Linked DNA regions of Sus scrofa: all the other regions are linked to region 1. The links are chromatin contacts, called in public Hi-C and HiChIP or PLAC-seq maps. All regions are on one chromosome and are shown on one strand. The core of a region is the stretch at or near the end of the contact, and the rest is flanking DNA. Distances in the headings are between cores, read along the strand shown.

What was found. Hi-C and Micro-C count contacts between places; a contact is called where the count stands out from the background. HiChIP or PLAC-seq counts read pairs in DNA pulled down with a chosen protein or histone mark.
Region 2: a Hi-C map of skeletal muscle shows a contact between it and region 1, with 6 times the contacts expected there. The contact joins the promoter of ZBTB41 here to the promoter of C10H1orf53 in region 1. A contact is called at or near these places in 2 of 5 promoter capture datasets (fetal liver and liver), 2 of 47 Hi-C or Micro-C datasets (heart right ventricle and skeletal muscle) and 1 of 2 datasets of contacts at active chromatin or transcription factors (alveolar macrophages).
Region 3: an H3K27ac HiChIP or PLAC-seq map of alveolar macrophages shows a contact between it and region 1. The contact joins the promoter of ATP6V1G3 here to the promoter of C10H1orf53 in region 1. A contact is called at or near these places in 1 of 5 promoter capture datasets (fetal liver) and 1 of 2 datasets of contacts at active chromatin or transcription factors (alveolar macrophages).

The regions. Positions count from the first base shown.
Region 1 is chr10:20,730,902-20,733,601 of Sscrofa11.1, forward strand. C10H1orf53 reads left to right here and starts at 1,411. Exons shown (of 4, transcript XM_021064484.1): 1 at 1,411-1,680; 2 at 2,024-2,140. The coding sequence starts at 1,537.
Region 2 is chr10:20,088,626-20,091,325 of Sscrofa11.1, forward strand. It overlaps ZBTB41 (zinc finger and BTB domain-containing protein 41), which reads right to left and starts at 1,320. Exons shown (of 11, transcript XM_021064480.1): 1 at 1,154-1,320; 2 at 1-541. The coding sequence starts at 424.
Region 3 is chr10:21,393,380-21,396,079 of Sscrofa11.1, forward strand. ATP6V1G3 (V-type proton ATPase subunit G 3) reads right to left here and starts at 1,438. Exons shown (of 3, transcript XM_003130597.6): 1 at 964-1,438. The coding sequence starts at 1,045.

The sequences.
Region 1 (2,700 bases), core at 161-2,660:
CAACACAATGTCAGCGCCGGGAATGGGACACTGGAACAAAATGGTACCATTCTATGTCTAATCCCACATGCGGACTTCTGACCAGATCAGAACACAGAACTGTTCTATTACCACGAAGACCTCCCTTCTGCCCACCCCTTCATATCCACACCCCTCATCTGCCAAAGCAGGAGTTTCACAAAACAACACTTACTCTTCCTAGGTGATTCGTTCCTATTTGAACTTGGTCTAGTCTATTTCATTTCTGTAAAATTCAGTCTCCACTCTTTGAACTAATGTCATAAACCATTAATAAGTCCTCATCCTCAACTTAAAAAATAGGGAAATCAGTCAGAACTTCCAGGCTTATTTCTTCTGTTGAAGAATTTGGGAGTTCCTGTCATGGCTCAGCGGGTTAAAAACCTGGCGTAGGGTCTGTGAGGATGTGAGTTCAATCCCTGGCCTTGCTCAGTGGGTTAAGGATACCATGTTGCCACAAGCTGTGGCATAGGTCACAGAGGCAGCTTGCATCCTGTGTTGCTGTGGCTGTGGCACAGGCCTCAGCTGCAGCTCTGATTTGACCCCTAGCCCTGGAACTTCCACATGCTGTGGGTGCGGCCTTTTTTAAAAAAAAAAAAAAAAAAAAAAAAAAAAGGCTTGGTAAAATAGCACAAAAAACACATGACTAATTTATGGTGAATTCCTTTTTCTAATCATAGCAGCTCTTTCCATAGCGTTACCGAGGGTTCCTCCTCAGCCTTCCAGGTTTAAAGCTCTTTTCTCAGATCACTAAGCAGTCTCCAGAGTGCCATAACTAATTTATTATCCAACACAAAGGAAATAAATAGATTTGCAAAACAGGATTCCATATTAACTCACTATGAGATTTACAAATGACCAATAGGATCATTCAGTCAGTACCTACTAAGAGAATCCAAATACGGTTGCAGGGTTGCATGGTAAACACAGACGCCAAAAACAGGGTGGCGATGGTTTAGAGCGTTCTTTCTCAGGTACTACTCAACCACCTACCATCTTCAGGGATCAGTTCCTGCCCCCCACTTCTTCAAAAAGTGAAGGACACTTACAAAAGGGCAACTCTTCAAGTCTGAAACACAGGCTGGGGTGCGAGGTGGGAGTGTGTTAATTTAATTCTAACGCCTGAAATTACCCCCTGGGTTTGTGCTAATTTTCTCAAATTCAATTTTGTAGGGGTAGCTGGATAATTTTCTTTCATCTTTCGGACAGGAAGTATACTTTTACTGTGTATTCTGCAAATACTTAGCAACATGAAACCATGGGCTTTTCTTCCTCAGGGTTCACTTTTGGTCCTCTTTCTAGGCTGGGCCCTAGAACCAAGCCACGCGGCACCTGTAAACACAGCCTTTGCCGGATAAGCCCAAGCTGGTTATAAACAAACCTGGGGTATTTTGATCACTTTCTGGCATCTTAACAGTTGTGGCGATCATGCTCAAAGATCCCGACTAGTTTGACAGGTGCATCACGTGGGGGCCTCCTCGGGGGCCTAAAGTCCACCTGATCTCCAAGGAAGGGCCAATGGGGCTGCGGAAGCCCAGCTGCGCGCGCGTTCCCGACCGCCCGGTAGAGCTGACCAGGCCTGAGGCCCGAGGTCGGGCTGGTCCGGGATCAGGGTCGGAGGGCCAAAGTCCAGGACCAGAGAGCGGGGTCCGGCATAGGAGGGTGAGGTCGGGGTCCGGACAGCCGAGGTCGGGGCTGGGGGTCGGGATCCAGGACTGGAGGGCGGGCCCAGGGTCAAGGGTTGGAGGGCAGGGTCTGGGGTGAGGGATCCGGGGTACGGGGCTGGGACCAGGCCAGGCCCCGCGGGAGCAGCCGGCACCGCCCCGAGGCCCCAGCGCCGGCGCCCCGCCCCCGATAGGCGGCGGCCATGGCGGCCTGGAGGGTCCGGGTGTCCGCGGGCGCCGCGCTCAGAGGGCAGCAGCCTGCCGCCCCGCCGCCAAAACCACCCCGGGTCGGAGCGGAGTTCCGACAGCCCCTCAGATTCACCTTCTGCTCCGCTTCGAAGGGAGACCGCGGCGTCTCCGGGCCCGACTCGCTAGAGGGAGGGGCGACGGGTCGGGCAAGCGAAGAGTTAACGGAGGCAGAGCGGAGGATCGCGGAGCTGCACGCTGCAGCCTGCGCGGTGAGGCCCCGTCCCTCCCTTCCGGGGTGGCCCCGCCCGGACTGCAGACGGGGTGGGGTGGGTTGGGGGACTTGCGCCTGCGCGGTGAGGCCTCCCCCGCGCTATGCCCTCCCCTCCCTTCCCCGGGAGCTCCGCCTCCCTCCGGCAGCTCCGCCTCCCCCCGGCAGCCCCGCCCAGACGGCCGCCGAGACAGCCCCCCGGGGGCTGGTGCGCCTGTGAGTCCTCGCGGAGAGGTTGCTGCCGGCCGGTGCGGTCCTGCGTCTGGCGTCTGATGATGCGTGTGCTTCCATCTCAGAACTTTTCGCTTGAAAACTGGCCACGGTTTTCCTATTCCGGGCAAGGAGTTAACATGTATCTGTCCGGAGTATGAGCGCAACTCCTTTCTGATCAGCGTCCGTGCTAAAACTCCGGTCACAGTTTTGGGCCCATCATTACTCTGTGTGTGTGTGTGTGTGTGTGTGTGTGTGTGTGTGTGTGTGACAGGAAAAATATGTTGTGTGTTTATCTGCAGTATCATGTAGGCACTGCCATCCAATGATTTTAATAAGGAAAATTGATTA
Region 2 (2,700 bases), core at 70-2,569, 640 kb before region 1:
ATTCAAGCAAATGCTGAAAAACTGAGTGTGTTACATGATCCAGGGTGACAACATCAGCGCTTGGATTTTTGCTCAAACACGCATGAAAATAACTACTGCCAACAGCAACAACAACTTTATGGGCACTAAATTCTTTTCCTTCTACTATGATAAGCAAGTCGCAGAAAGACGGCTGCTTCTGCCTATCGTCATTTAAATACTTCAGCAAATTCTTATTGTACTGCAAAGAACTCAAAAGTGTTCTCTGATCCGGAGAGGGAGGAAGTTCCTGATAACAGCGAAGAGTGTCAGGAGCTGGTCTTTCTGTGGAATGAGTACAGGTTATTTGCTCACACTCCGCTGCCACATTTCCATCTGAAGAATCTTTATGATAGCCTAGATGGATCTTCTCAAGATGTGAAGTAACCTTTCTCCTTTTCTTCATTGCAGTACAGCAATTTCAGAACAAGAAACTTCATAAGTGTCTTGAGGGATTTACAAAGGAAAACTAGATTGTCTTAGATAACGGCTTCTGGAGGGGCGTGCCCGAGGGGTGCATGGTCTGCGAAAAGAGTAAGAACCACGTAAAATAACTCCATGGCCAAGCGATCCTACATCATTTGCGGCACTGTCAACAAATCCGTCCTGATAACTCGACGATGATAAAGTCACCGTTGCCACTTCATTCGTGGCTAAGATTTTAGGGCGGAGAACAAGGAGGGCCGAATAGAAAAGACAGCCAACAAAAGAATAATTTTAAAGGCAGCAGAACACACCTTGAAGGCCCGATTCGCGAACACGGCTAGGGGGAAAGAGAGCAAAGGGGGAGGCTCCCCGAGACCGCCGAGGGCGCAGGTGGAGCGGGCAACCTTCGCGATGCAGAGGCGCCGGGACGGTGACAATAAGGCCGTCGCGGCGGCGGAATCCACATCCCCCAGAAACACGCTTCCCCCGGGCAGCAAGGCGTACCTCCTCCCGGACGGCGTGCGTCCAAAGGCCGGAGGCGCCTGGTGGGACGGCCCCGGGAGGGACGCGGAGAGAGCCGGGTCACCCAGGGGGACGGCCGCCGGAGCAGAGCCTCCGCAGGCCCCTCTGGGCGGAGACCGCGCCGGCCGCGGGTGACCTGCCGCCCTGCCCACCCGCTCCCCGAGCGGACACGCCGCTCATCCATTACCGGGAACCGAGGGCTCCCCGCTGGATCCCGGCCGCCGAGCTCCACTCCGGGCGCGCTCGCCCCGGCGCCGACCCACTTCCGGGTTCAGCCCCCCGCCCCGCCCGCCCTTCCCCTCCCAGCCCCGCCGCCGCCGCAGCAGCCACCGAACACGTCAACCGCGCGCGCAGCCTCGCGGCCGCCAGGACAACACCGAACGGCCCTGCGCCGGCCAATGCGCATGTGCGCGCGCCCCTCCTCGCGCATGCTCTGTGGGTCCCCGGCCCCCCCGTGCCCCGGGGCGACCCCGGCAGCGCTGGGAGGCTATTAGTCCGGGTTTTCGCGGTGGTCGGGGTGGTGCGGGAAGTGGTGTGGGGGCTGGGGTCGGGGGACTGGGGCGGGGTTTGGTAAGAAGCGGCAGAAGCACCCCCAACCCTTAGCGGAGCGCGTCCTCACCGCGTTGGCCTTTGGCGAGCGGGCAGCCCTCCGCAGCAGATGGAGCCCGGCCCCGCAGACTCTGCTTGGCGTCCGAAGAACCCAGCTCGACCTCCCTTTTCCGCTTTAAACAGCCAACGCAATTGCTCCAGAAATGATTTAACGTCTTACTGTCCACAGAAAACATTGAAAAATGTACACATAAGTATGAAGGTGTCAGGAGAGAAAGTCAAAACAAACAAAAAACCCCACCCGGATAAGTTTTGGAGCCAGTTCCCAAGATTGTGCGTTTCTGACACAGCCCCAGGTGATGGTGATCTTGCTTTTCTGCGCACTACATATTCAGCAGCGAGGTGCCAGTCGTGTGGTTTTACAGACACGAGGAAAATAAGACAGAGGCTGAAACCTAATAGGGTGGGTGACCAGACTGGTGGACCCATTCCCGGTTCCCCTGTGGATAGACCTGTTAGAAAAAAGTGTTTCTGGAGTTCCCTACATGGCTCAGCGGAAAGGAATCTGACTAGCATCCATGAGAACGCGGGTTCCATCCTCGTGGCCTTGCTCAGTGGGTTCAGGATCTGACGTTGCTGTGGGCTGTGGTGTAGGTCGCAGCTGCAGCTCGCCTGGGAACCTCTATGTGCAGCAGGTGTGGCCCTAAAAAGACAAAACTGACACTTGTTGAAGAAGGTAAGACAAGCTTTATTCAGGGGTTTCTCCTACAGTGGGGTTTTGTATTAGGGGAGAGAGATTGGGTTTAATTCCAGACAAAGGAAAGTGGGGATTTATCACCCAGGGGCAGGGACTCAGGGGGTGGCTGGTGATGTTCGGTGGATGGAAAATGGCTAACAGAAAACAAAGAGTTGTAAGAGGGGGATTCTGGCTAAATTTACCTAACAGGGTTCCTGCTGAAGGCAGGTGGGAGGGGATGAGGAGCCAGATGTCAGCTATGGTGGAGGGGAAGTCTGGCTAAACTGACTTATCAGGATTCTTGCTAAAGTTGAGGAATGCAGAGACAAACACAGAAGCGCAAAAGTCAGAGCCTAATTGAGAAGGAAATTTGGAGGCATCTGATTCAAGTTTGGTCGAGGAGGAGTTCCCCTGTGGTCAACTGGGGTTAAGGATCCTGTGTTGTCAGG
Region 3 (2,700 bases), core at 188-2,687, 660 kb after region 1:
ACAAGAACACTAGAAACGGAGAATAAAATGGAAATATATATATATATGTGTGTATATATACATATTTTTTTTCCTTTTTGGCTGTGCCTGTGGCATGCAGAAGTTCCTGGGCTAGGGATTGAACATGCACCACAGCTGTAACCAGAGCCACATCAGGGGCCATGGCAGATGCTTAATCCACTGAGTCACGAAGTAACTTCAAAATGGAAACGCCTTTTTTTTTGTCTTTTTAGGGCTGTTCCCATGGCCAATGGAAGTCCCCAGGCTAGGAGTCAAACTGGAGCTGCAGCGGCCGGTCCACACCACAGCCACAGCAACACAGGATCTGAGCTGCTTCTTCAAATTACACCACAGCTCACCACCACCCAGGACCCTTAACCCACTGAGCAAGGCCGCGTCCTCATGGACCCTAGTTGGGGGTCCTTACTGCTGAGCCACTATGGGAGCTCCCAAAATGGAAATACTTTCAAAGGTCGGAAATTAACAGCCATGGGTGGGGGAGGGGGAGTGAGTTTCTATCAACAAAATTTGACAGAAGCAGAAGCTGATGCTTGCAGAGAAGAAGTCCCTGGCTCAGCTTCACTCTCTAGTAAGGAGATTCAATCTGGAAGTTGTCTATCTCTTAACTGTTTCACAATATTGAGACACTGAGGTGTGGCAACATGAAGGAAGTTGCAGAGGCAAAGCTTAAGCCTGTGTCTTTGTAACTTCAATGTCCATTATCATTTCACTTAGCACACGGCTTGTTCCAAAGATCCGAGTGGGGGAAATTCACCCCCATACCCCCATAGTGATTGCAGAAACATACAAGGGGGTAGTTGATACGGCGGGGCCAAGATCTCCCAGGAAACTTGGTGGAACCCTCCTGCCTGCCCCTGAGGGCTATGCTTTTAAGACCAGCTCCTCTCCACTCCTCCCATTTTGTGACCAAACCCTCACAGGACAGATAGAACAGACACTCACTCTTCTTGGCTTCCTCAAGCTTGTCCTTGGCCCTCTTCTCGGCCTGGAGGAGCTGGTGGATGCCCTGAGACTGGCTGGTCATGGTGGCCGGCTCCAGGTCAGGCGGCTTCTGGGACTCTGGGACGCAACAGGTCTGTTTATCTTTAAAGAAATCTCCACATAGCTCAAATTGTTGTGTCAACACTGAGTGCTGAACACAGCTCTTGGTTCCAAAATGGCCTGATTGAGCAGGTGAGCTGGCCTCCAAGGAGAGCCCAAGGGTGGAATCCAGAAAAACAAGTCAAGTCAAGGAAACGGAGAACTTGTGTCTGTGAGCTTCTGCTCTATTATAGGAAATAAGGAGACTTTAAGGGGTGCTGAGGCTACTTAGGGACGAAAAGTGAGTAAGATATTTTAGGCAGATGAACTTCCCTCTTCTTCCAAGGAATACTGGCTTATCTGCTGACTTTTTCTTGCAAGTTAACTAGATCGTTCTTGGTTCTTTGTAGTTCTGGTATTAGGTCTTTGTCTTTATTTGTTCCCGGCAACACAAAAATCTGCTTGGGGGAGTTCCTGACATGGCTCAGCAGAAACAAATCTGACTAGTAACCATGAAGACAAAGGTTTGATCCCTGGCCTTGGTCATTGGGTTAAGGATCCAGCCTTGCCATGAGCTGTGGTGTAGGTCACCGCTGCGGCTCACATCCTACGTTGCTGTGGCTGTGGCTTAGAACAGCGGCTGTAGCTCTGATTTGACCCCTATCGGGGAACTTCCCTATGCCACAGGTTTGGCCCTAAAAAGCCAAAAAAGCCAAAAAAAAAAAAAAAAATCTGCTTGGGACAAATTTTTTCACCTTTCACAAGGAAGGTGATTTCCTGGCTTAGTGCACAGAGGGTGAGCACCGGTTCTCCTGCTTCTCTGGGTCTCGGGTGATAGGAATGAAAAGGTTTCTTGGAATTTGTGTTGTGCTGTTGCTGGAGTTCCTGGAAAAGCTTAGTGCGGTGACAAAATCAGCACAAAGGGAACTATAACTATTGGTTTTGTTTTAATTAAAATCATATAGGCGTTCTCTTGCGGTGCAGTGGGTTAAGGATCCAGGGTTCTCTCTGCAATGGCTTGGGTCCCTGCTGTGGCATGGGTTTGATCCCTGGCCCAGGAACTTCCACTTGCCATGGGCATGGCCAAAAAGAAAAAAATCACCAAAACCCGCATGTTGTATTACTCAGCACTTGTCCTGGGGGTTGTGCTGCAGCAATCTAGTAAAACCATCTTACTTGATTAGATTCAGCCCACTAGTGATTGAAAAACATCGGAATGTTTGTCACGGTCGGGACTCATAAAAATATCACTTACATGTATCTTAAAGTTATATCTGAAATGAAAAAGCTAATCTTTTGACATATGGCCAAGGCTGTTTTTTTTTTTTTTTTTTTTTTTCTCTGAAGCAGTCAGCAGATTGGAGTGTCATGTACCATTGCTTTCAGAAACTACAGCTCTGTGGCCTCATCTATAAATACCAGGTGCAATTTCTTTTAATAGATGCACAAATTTAAAGATACATGTGAGGTGTTCCTGTCGTGGCCCACTGGTAAGGAATCTGACTAGTATCCGTGAGGCTGAGGGTTTGATCCCTGGCCTCTCTCAGTGGCGTGGGGATCCAGCATTGTCATGAGCAGTGTGTGGTGTGGGTCGAAGTCATGGCTCAGATCTGGTGTTGCTGTGGCTGTGGCGGAGGCCGGCAGCTGCAGCTCTGATTC